3 separate regions of the Sus scrofa genome follow, and all the other regions are linked to region 2. Evidence: chromatin contacts called from public HiChIP or PLAC-seq and promoter capture Hi-C data. All regions are on one chromosome and are shown on one strand. The core of a region is the stretch at or near the end of the contact, and the rest is flanking DNA. Distances in the headings are between cores, read along the strand shown.

Evidence for each region. Promoter capture Hi-C pulls out the DNA fragments that hold promoters and counts their contacts. HiChIP or PLAC-seq counts read pairs in DNA pulled down with a chosen protein or histone mark.
Region 1: a contact with region 2 is called in a promoter capture Hi-C map of fetal liver, with 5 times the contacts expected there. The contact joins the promoter of POLR2K here to the promoter of ANKRD46 in region 2. A contact is called at or near these places in 2 of 5 promoter capture datasets (fetal liver and liver), 3 of 47 Hi-C or Micro-C datasets (liver and psoas muscle) and 1 of 2 datasets of contacts at active chromatin or transcription factors (alveolar macrophages).
Region 3: a contact with region 2 is called in an H3K27ac HiChIP or PLAC-seq map of alveolar macrophages. The contact joins the promoter of YWHAZ here to the promoter of ANKRD46 in region 2. A contact is called at or near these places in 1 of 5 promoter capture datasets (fetal skeletal muscle), 2 of 47 Hi-C or Micro-C datasets (heart right ventricle and liver) and 1 of 2 datasets of contacts at active chromatin or transcription factors (alveolar macrophages).

What each region holds. Positions count from the first base shown.
Region 1 is chr4:36,851,355-36,854,054 of Sscrofa11.1, forward strand. It overlaps POLR2K (DNA-directed RNA polymerases I, II, and III subunit RPABC4), which reads right to left and starts at 1,268. Exons shown (of 4, transcript XM_003355012.5): 1 at 1,128-1,268.
Region 2 is chr4:36,399,194-36,401,893 of Sscrofa11.1, forward strand. It overlaps ANKRD46 (ankyrin repeat domain 46), which reads left to right and starts at 1,445. Exons shown (of 5, transcript NM_001243356.1): 1 at 1,445-1,537.
Region 3 is chr4:35,978,521-35,981,220 of Sscrofa11.1, forward strand. It overlaps YWHAZ (tyrosine 3-monooxygenase/tryptophan 5-monooxygenase activation protein zeta), which reads left to right and starts at 1,307. Exons shown (of 5, transcript NM_001315726.1): 1 at 1,307-1,608. The coding sequence starts at 1,315.

The DNA of each region.
Region 1 (2,700 bases), core at 18-2,517, 450 kb after region 2:
GGGAAAGCTAAAAAGCTAAAAAGTTCCCAATTCCTAATCCGTACTTTTTAAAAATCCTACCGCTGGTTCTAAAGAATGAATCAAACCCACAAATAAGCATTTTGCATTTACCCCCAAACTGGACTCCATAAACACTTTACAGATTTCATATTTACACATGCTATTTCATTATAATCTCTACAACAATTCTAGGCGGTTAAATAATTACTCTTAATGAACAGATCAAGAAACTAAGATTTAGGGAAGGTTAATTTGGTCAGGATTATTCAGTAGTTAAAAGGCAGAGGAATTTAGATCTGACTGCGAAGCTCTGGTTTTCATTTAACACGAGTACAAGTACTATTTTTCTTTTTCTTTCTTTTTCTTTTTTTTTGTCTTTTTGCTATTTCTTTGGGCCGCTCCCACGGCATATGGAGGTTCCCAGGCTAGGGGTCGAATAGGAGCTGTTGCCACTGGCCTACGCCAGAACCACAGCAACGTGGGATCCGAGCCGCGTCTGCAGCCTACACCACAGCTCACGGCAACGCCGGATCATTAACCCTGCCCTGAGCCAAGGGCAGGGACCGAACCCGCAACCTCATGGTTCCTAGTCGGATTCGTTAACCACTGCGCCACGACGGGAACTCCAATTTTTCTTTTTCTTTCTCTCTCTCTCTTTTTTTTTTTTCCACCCGCGGCATGTGGAAGTTCCAGGCTAGGGGGTCCAATAGGCCTGACAGCCACAGCAACGCGGGATCCGAGCCCCGTCTGCTATCTATACCACAGCTCAAGGCAACGCTGGGTCGTTAACCCACAGAGCGAGGCCAGGGATGGAATCCGCATCCTCAAGGATACTCATCTGATTCAGTTCCGCTGCGCCACAAGGGGAACTCCCACAAGTGAAATTTTCCCAAAATTTAGCAAGAAATTGCCAAAAAACTATACCCCTCAACAGGAAAACATGCGAACCGAAGAAAAGGGAAAAATAATGAAATAACTCCTAACAGCTGAAAAGGCAGACAACCCAACAGCTAAACAAGCCAAAGGGCTAACAGCATCGACTCCATCCCCAGCCTCTCTCGACTCTAATCCCACACCGGACCTCCTGTAACCCCTAGTATCTTTCCAGTTTTGGCCCAAACACTCACCTTCCAATCCCAAACCGCCAATCCGCCAAACCCCTACCCACGGAACACGGAGAAACTTCCCGAGGCTCCCTAACAGATTCCTGAGGCCGCTGTGTGTCAGCCCACTTCCGGCACTGGCAGATGACGCAGGATGTAGTCTCCGCCCCTTCCGCCCAAGGAGTGGCCGAAGAACCCGGATTGAGCGCGGGCAGTTAAATTGGAATTATGTATGTTTGATTCGCTCTGTAGAGGTTCTTATTTGGCTCCCAACTATTTTCATTTTTCGGGGAGGCAAAGAATTTTAGCAGTTTCTCAGGTCGAAGGAGGTTTGTTTCTATGACAAATGAAGGCCGCAGAAAGTAACAGTTTTCCAAGAGGTCAGAGCGTTAGATACCCAAGTGAAGTGCTCATGGAATCCCTGGGCTGACCGTTACTCCAAAGAACGTGGAAGTATCGGTTTCACCGCTGATTTCCACGTAGAAGAGCAGTTTTCAGATTATGGATTTCAGATCGTTTTAATACCTGTGCCGCCGGCAGTGGAACAGCCGCCTCCTGCCCTTTGCATAATGTTTGCTTTTCGACCCTTTCTCACTTAGGTACCTGTCATCCTTCTCAGCCTCTCCTTTTACTCGTTTTAAAGCACAGGCGGACTTGCAGGCAGCTACATCCAACTACTGCCACTTAAAGCTGAGGGATTTAGGTAGTGGTGGCTGTTTACCGACCCTCCTTTGGTCCCATGTATTCTCTAGAAGAACAAAACGACCTGCTCAGTGGAATCCTTTCAAAGATCAAACTATTAGTGAGACATTATCGTTGGATGTACACATTTACATTCGTTTGCTTCTTTCATAGCAGGCATTTTACTAATATCAGAATGAGAGGAAGAAAATGAAGTTGTTACAATTTAGAAAATACATATTCGTTATCTATTACAGTTAATTGGAGAAGCAGGTTTCTTTCTTCCCAACATGCATTATTTTGGTTTCTTATTAAGCAGGCAATACTGCTCTCTGGTCTTCCATACGGAAACTTGGGAACTTTGAGCTTCGCATTACACTTCCAGGAGGAGTTCCAACTGCCGGCACCTCCACAGACCAACTTGAGAGATTTAACTCAATCTTCCCAGTCTTCTTAGCTCCCTGTTGTAAAAATTTCAGGAAACACAGTGGAGTGTCCTGCTTCTTCCTCCACAGACAGGCTAAGACAGAACATACAAGTATTTTGACCATCTTAAAAAATATCTCTCCTGTCAGCCAAAGGGAAGAGGTAACCCAAAAGAAGAATCAAAATAAGCTTTGCTCCAAGAAGTATTAGATAAAACCATTGTTATCATAAGAGAAAGATTATGGAGTGATCCAAAAAGTATAACTTTAATCATTGCAAGCTGACCTGGATTCCAACTCTCAAGCTTGAGATTTCAAGAAGATGCTGGCACTTAATGCAGTCTATGGAGATCAGGAGGAATTAACACATGCAGAATACAAACGGCTCCTGGGACCCTACAGAGGGGTAGAGTAAAGACAAGTTGTAGCAAGGAGATCCAGAATTTCAACAAGAGTTCATGTTGGGGCTAGATCCCAATCCAACACTCTTG
Region 2 (2,700 bases), core at 195-2,694:
TAGAAGTGAGAGAAGACAAGGTAACATTCTCCTTAGAGCCTGCAGAAGGAATGCAGCATGGCCAACATTTAACAGTCTCTACTTTTTTTTTTAGGGGCGCATGCTGCATATGGAAGTTCCCAGGCTAGGGGTCGAATCAGAGCTACAGCTGCCAGCCTACACCACAGCCACAGGAATGCTAGATCCGCACTGTGTCTGCACCCTACACCACAGTTCATGGCAACGCCAACTCCTTAACCCACTGAGCAAGGTCAGGGATCGAACCCGAAACCTCATGGATCCTAGTCGGGTTCATTAACCACCAAGCCATGACAGGAATTCCCTCTACATCTTTTTAACTCAAACAAAAGCAGTAATTTATGAAGATGGAGAGATTCATTTGAATAGATGTAATGAATAGGCTCTTGGAGTGTTTGATAAATCAATTAAGGAAAAGTAGAGAATTTATAAACACACTGGGAGAAAGTTGGAATCCTTTGCTGATTTGACACAACTTATAGGCATCAATGAAGATATAAACTCAACATACAAAACCTCAGGGAGTATCTCAATGGCAAATTGGTTAATAAATGTCATCAATTCAGAAAGTATTTAATATTTATGATTAGTTGCTGCATGAGAAAATGTGAAATGCCTGAAATCTTATATGAAAGAGGTTTAATAGAGGTTTTCTCAAATTTGACAATAATCCCTAACATTTACATGGCATTGCCAGGAACAAACTGTTAGGCTGAGTAACAGCCCTTGAAAGATGGACATGAGACCCCCTGGAGGGTGGCTTGGCTGGGAGAGGATACTAGAATTCAGGGGAGGGAGGATCACTGAACATGGCAAGCCTTGGCTGTAGGACTGAACTTGGTAAACTTAAAAGTAAATGAACTTCCCACCACCCACCACATTTTTAGTTTTGGCCGGACACATGTTGGATTTCATCTGGGAATCCTAAAAAGTGGGATGTTTAAGCATTCAAAGCCATTTTGAAAAAAAACTCAGGGTCATATTTTAGAATGACAGCAGCCAGTCATTGGGTGCGTTTTTAGAGACGACTTACCTAAATAATACATCAATTGGGTGCGTTTTTAGAGACGACTTACCTAAATGTCAGCAATTATTAATTGATGCCTACAGCTGTAGGTAAAACTGTCCTTGCCTTTGAAGCCTTCTTTTAGCTGAGAGGTGAAAGACTTCTTTAGAAAAGGACGTGAAAAGTGCAAAATGCTCCTGGACTCAGATCGACGAAACCTTTTTCGGTTCTCTTTCTCTTCTTCCCCTGCCGCAGTTTTGATACTTCGCCTAGTTCAAAGTGGACTCACCTAGTCTTTGAGTCAAAGCGGGCCTAGCCGCCCTGCGGGCCGCCCGCCTCCAGGGGGCGCGCCGGCTGCGGCGGAGCACAGCCGCTCTGGCCCAGCAGGGCGCCCCTCTCGTCTCAGTGGCCGACCCCTCCCCTCCGCCCGCCGCTGCCGTCGCCGCCGCCGCTGCCGCCTCCGCAGTCGCCGCGGGGAAGGTGTCGCTGTCGCTGGTGCTTGGCAACTCCAAGGTACCTGGGCCGTGGCGAAAGCCACTGACATCTCCCCTGCCGTTTGGCCGAGGGCCCTGAGGGGCGAGGGCGCCCTCGGGGAGCCAGGCCGGTCGTGGCGCGACGGGTGGCTTTCTCGCGGGGCTGTGCTGATCCCGAGGGCTGGGAAGGGCCTGCGAGGGTTCTGGGGGCTTGTGGGTAAAGGCTCCGCTGTCAGCCGCGGCTGGCGGGCGTGCGTGCTCGCGGGGCATCGGGAGGTCAGGGGTGCGAGCAGAAGACTCGGGCGGCTGTCACGGCGTCGGGCCCAAAAAGGTGCGTTGTCTCCGCGTTGGCACGGACAGTACGTGGCCGATGACGAGGAACCTGCAGTCTAGTCATACACAGAAGCTGCTGAGATGCAAGTGACCTGTCCCTTTGTCACAAGGCCCTGGGTGCCTGGGTTCAAAGATAGCATTGCTTCTTATTAACAGGTTGTCTTCCAGTAGGGCTCTGCCTCGAGAAAAATATTTATTTAAAATAAATACATATGTATTTTAAAAATAAATGCAAATGTATTTATTTTAGTGTTCAGACTTGGCTACAGAATGTAAGGAGATGAAAAGTACACCATTAAATAGTAACACTTCTCACTCTTTAAAAAATGACAGTGGTACCAAGGGGCTTCTCGCTTAAAGAGTTGTCATATGACTGGTTGTAGGAATTGTAATAGCTCTCTTCTTCAGTGCTTACTGTATGTCATTGTGCTGAGTGCCTTAAAATCTAATATCCTGGTATAATCCTTAGCAACACTAGGAAGTACCGCCATTTCCATTTTACAGAGAGGGAAACTGAGACACAGAGCATCTGACTTGTCCGTGGTCGGACAACTAGAAAAAGGTGAACGGGGGTTTGAACCTCATCTCCCTTACTCCACTGTTCCTGCTTGTTATCTGTCCAAACGTGTTCCATAAGAGTTATATTGGTTTATTAATTTGACTTGTAGCTTGAATTCATTTCTCTTGGCTTAATTTTCATGGCTAAACACAAGAGTCCTATACCAACTCCTTTATAGTTTAAAAAATGAGTGTAATGAGAAAAATGGGAGTGCCATTTTGGCTCAACGGGTTGAGAACCTGACAGAGTCCATGAAAATGTGGGTTTGATCCCTAGCCTCGCTTAGTGGCTTAAGGATCTGAGGTTGCACG
Region 3 (2,700 bases), core at 57-2,556, 420 kb before region 2:
GTAATTTCGAGAAGGGAGGGGGTTGGAGGGTTATGCGATCACAATTTTGGTTTTCACACTGAAGCAGTATATACTTCCCATTCAAGCTAGCTAAGTACTTGTTTAAATACGTGGGGACCTGTTCGGATTTGTGGGGTGTTACCCCCCCGCCCCCCAAGTATTGTGGCATTTCCCTGGGAAGGTAAAAGGAGTCAATTCCCGTAGTGAGTGACAGTAGCTCTTCTCTTCCACACTCAGGCTGTACATTTTTCTTTAAAATTGTGTACCCTCTGGGATCACTGTATGGTTTAGTGTCTTTGCTGTTTTACGACTCTTCAAAAGGATATCTTAAGGAAGACTATAACGGGGGTAAATTGAAAAGTCAAGGGAGCTTTAAAATGAGAGAAAGAATTAGGAAGGGAAGCGTGAGTAGTAATGTATTCAATTGAATTTTGACTGCTAGAAACAGTGCAGTAATTCATCATTTAAACTGAACAAGGACATCAGAAACACTGGTCACACTGGAAGCACTTACTATGCATAATTTAGAGCTCACAGATAGAACTGAAGTTCCGGGACTCATGGAGATATATATATATATCCTTTTTTTTTTTAAGACTGTGCATATAAGAAGGTACAGGTAAATGAACCCTTAGGGCCACTTTGGTCTTGATCCTTGGTGGTGGGTTAATATTGAGAATATCTTAAACAAGAAATTTGGTCATTTCTCCTAGAGAATTGGCATGCTGTCATCAGGTGACAAATTTGCAAAGATCAGTGGACTTGTGGTAGGGGTGGTAAATTTAAATGCTCCTGATAAGAGTAACTATTAAACTAAAAGGACATGAATTAAATTAAACTGACATGAATCGTGCACAAGTATGACAGAAAGTAATGTTTTTGTAAGTGGTGTCTTCACTAAAGATAAGCTCCTTGATTTTGGATTACTTAGTGATAATGGAAACTGAGTGGAAATTTTGACCAAGTAAGATAAAGGTTGGTTTTCAAGGCTCTTGGTCAAATGTGCTTTGACCTTATGTGAAATTAGGATCTTCTGAACAAAGATGAGGCAAAGCTGCTTTAGTTTTGCTAAAGCAAAACTGTTGTTAATGGCTATAAATGACCATCTGCATGCTGAGTATATCAATTTTTTTTCTCATTCTGAACATCCTTTTGTGAGGCTGCATTAAATTCCTCATGTGAAGAATCTTCCATAGGTAATTAGGTTTGGGGTGTTAACACAGCTTATTTACAAGAGAATTAAAGTTGAGTCTGATTGTTTTAATGGAAAAAATATCTAAATGCTACTTTTTCTCTCCTGCAGAACATCCAGTCATGGATAAAAATGAGCTGGTGCAGAAGGCCAAACTGGCCGAGCAGGCTGAGCGATATGATGACATGGCAGCCTGTATGAAGTCTGTAACTGAGCAAGGAGCTGAATTATCCAATGAGGAGAGGAATCTTCTCTCAGTTGCTTATAAAAATGTTGTAGGAGCCCGTAGGTCATCTTGGAGGGTCGTCTCAAGTATTGAGCAAAAGACGGAAGGTGCTGAGAAAAAACAGCAGATGGCTCGAGAATACCGAGAGAAAATTGAGACCGAGCTAAGAGATATCTGCAATGATGTACTGGTGAGAATCCAACCATTCAGTCTAGCATCTATAGTGAATATCAGTTATGTTACTGTCAACTTTTTCTTTTTTTGGTTTTTCTTTTCCTTTTAAAAAAGGGGTGTTCTAGATTTCCAAGTCTTCCAGAATATCTTTACTAAAAGATGTTAAAACAGTAGTGGTTAAATTAAGTTGGTATAAAATAAATGCAATGATGATTATCAATCATTTCACATAGACTGCCAGTGTATTTTTTTTCTAATGGAGAAGATAATAGTATTTTTCAGTTGTGGTTAGAGTATTTGTGGTAGTTCTATGGCTGATTTTCTTAAAAGTAAAAAATACACTGCAGGAATTTTATATGTCTTGTTTTATGTAAGATGTAATGGGAGACATTGTAGCCTTCCCTGAGCTAGCCACTATAATGTTAATGTAGTGAGTCAGCCATGGTGAAAACTGGCTTAGCAGTTGCTTTTCTTTCTTCCTGCTTTTAAGTGTTGAAAGTCATCTTTGAACATTGACAACCACAATAAAAGATTATCTCAAGCTTTATTTTCCAGGTTCACTCAAGAAGTATTTTAAGTATTCAGTCCCTACTGTGTTGAATGGCTGCTTTTTTAAATACCTTAGAAAAATTGAACATTACATTTTGGCTGTTTTAACATTTTCTTAAAAATGGTAACTTTCTATTTCAGAAGAGTTTCAATCTGAGGATAAACTGGTAGAAGATCGACCATTTAGCATATAACATCCTATATATGCTAATACTTTCCCTTTTTAATGAACCAGGCATTTTTGCACTTAAAGTGGGTTTTACTAAATGATTACCCTTATATTGTAGGACTTTAGGTTATACATTGGGTCTCATTATGGCAGCGCTCTTGTATACAGTATCCCAATTTCTCTGAAAATCCAGCTGCACTACTTATTATTTGATCGTTGTTCATGGAAGAACTGCTGTAATGAGCAGTACAGAATTATTTCTGCTGTTGTGGGTTTGGGGTTTGGTACAGTTGTAGTGGTATTCTTTTACATTAATGGAATAGCTTCAGTTCCTAAATTGAATATTTTTCTCAAATGTTAATTTTCTTTAGGCTCTCTTTTAAAGGACAG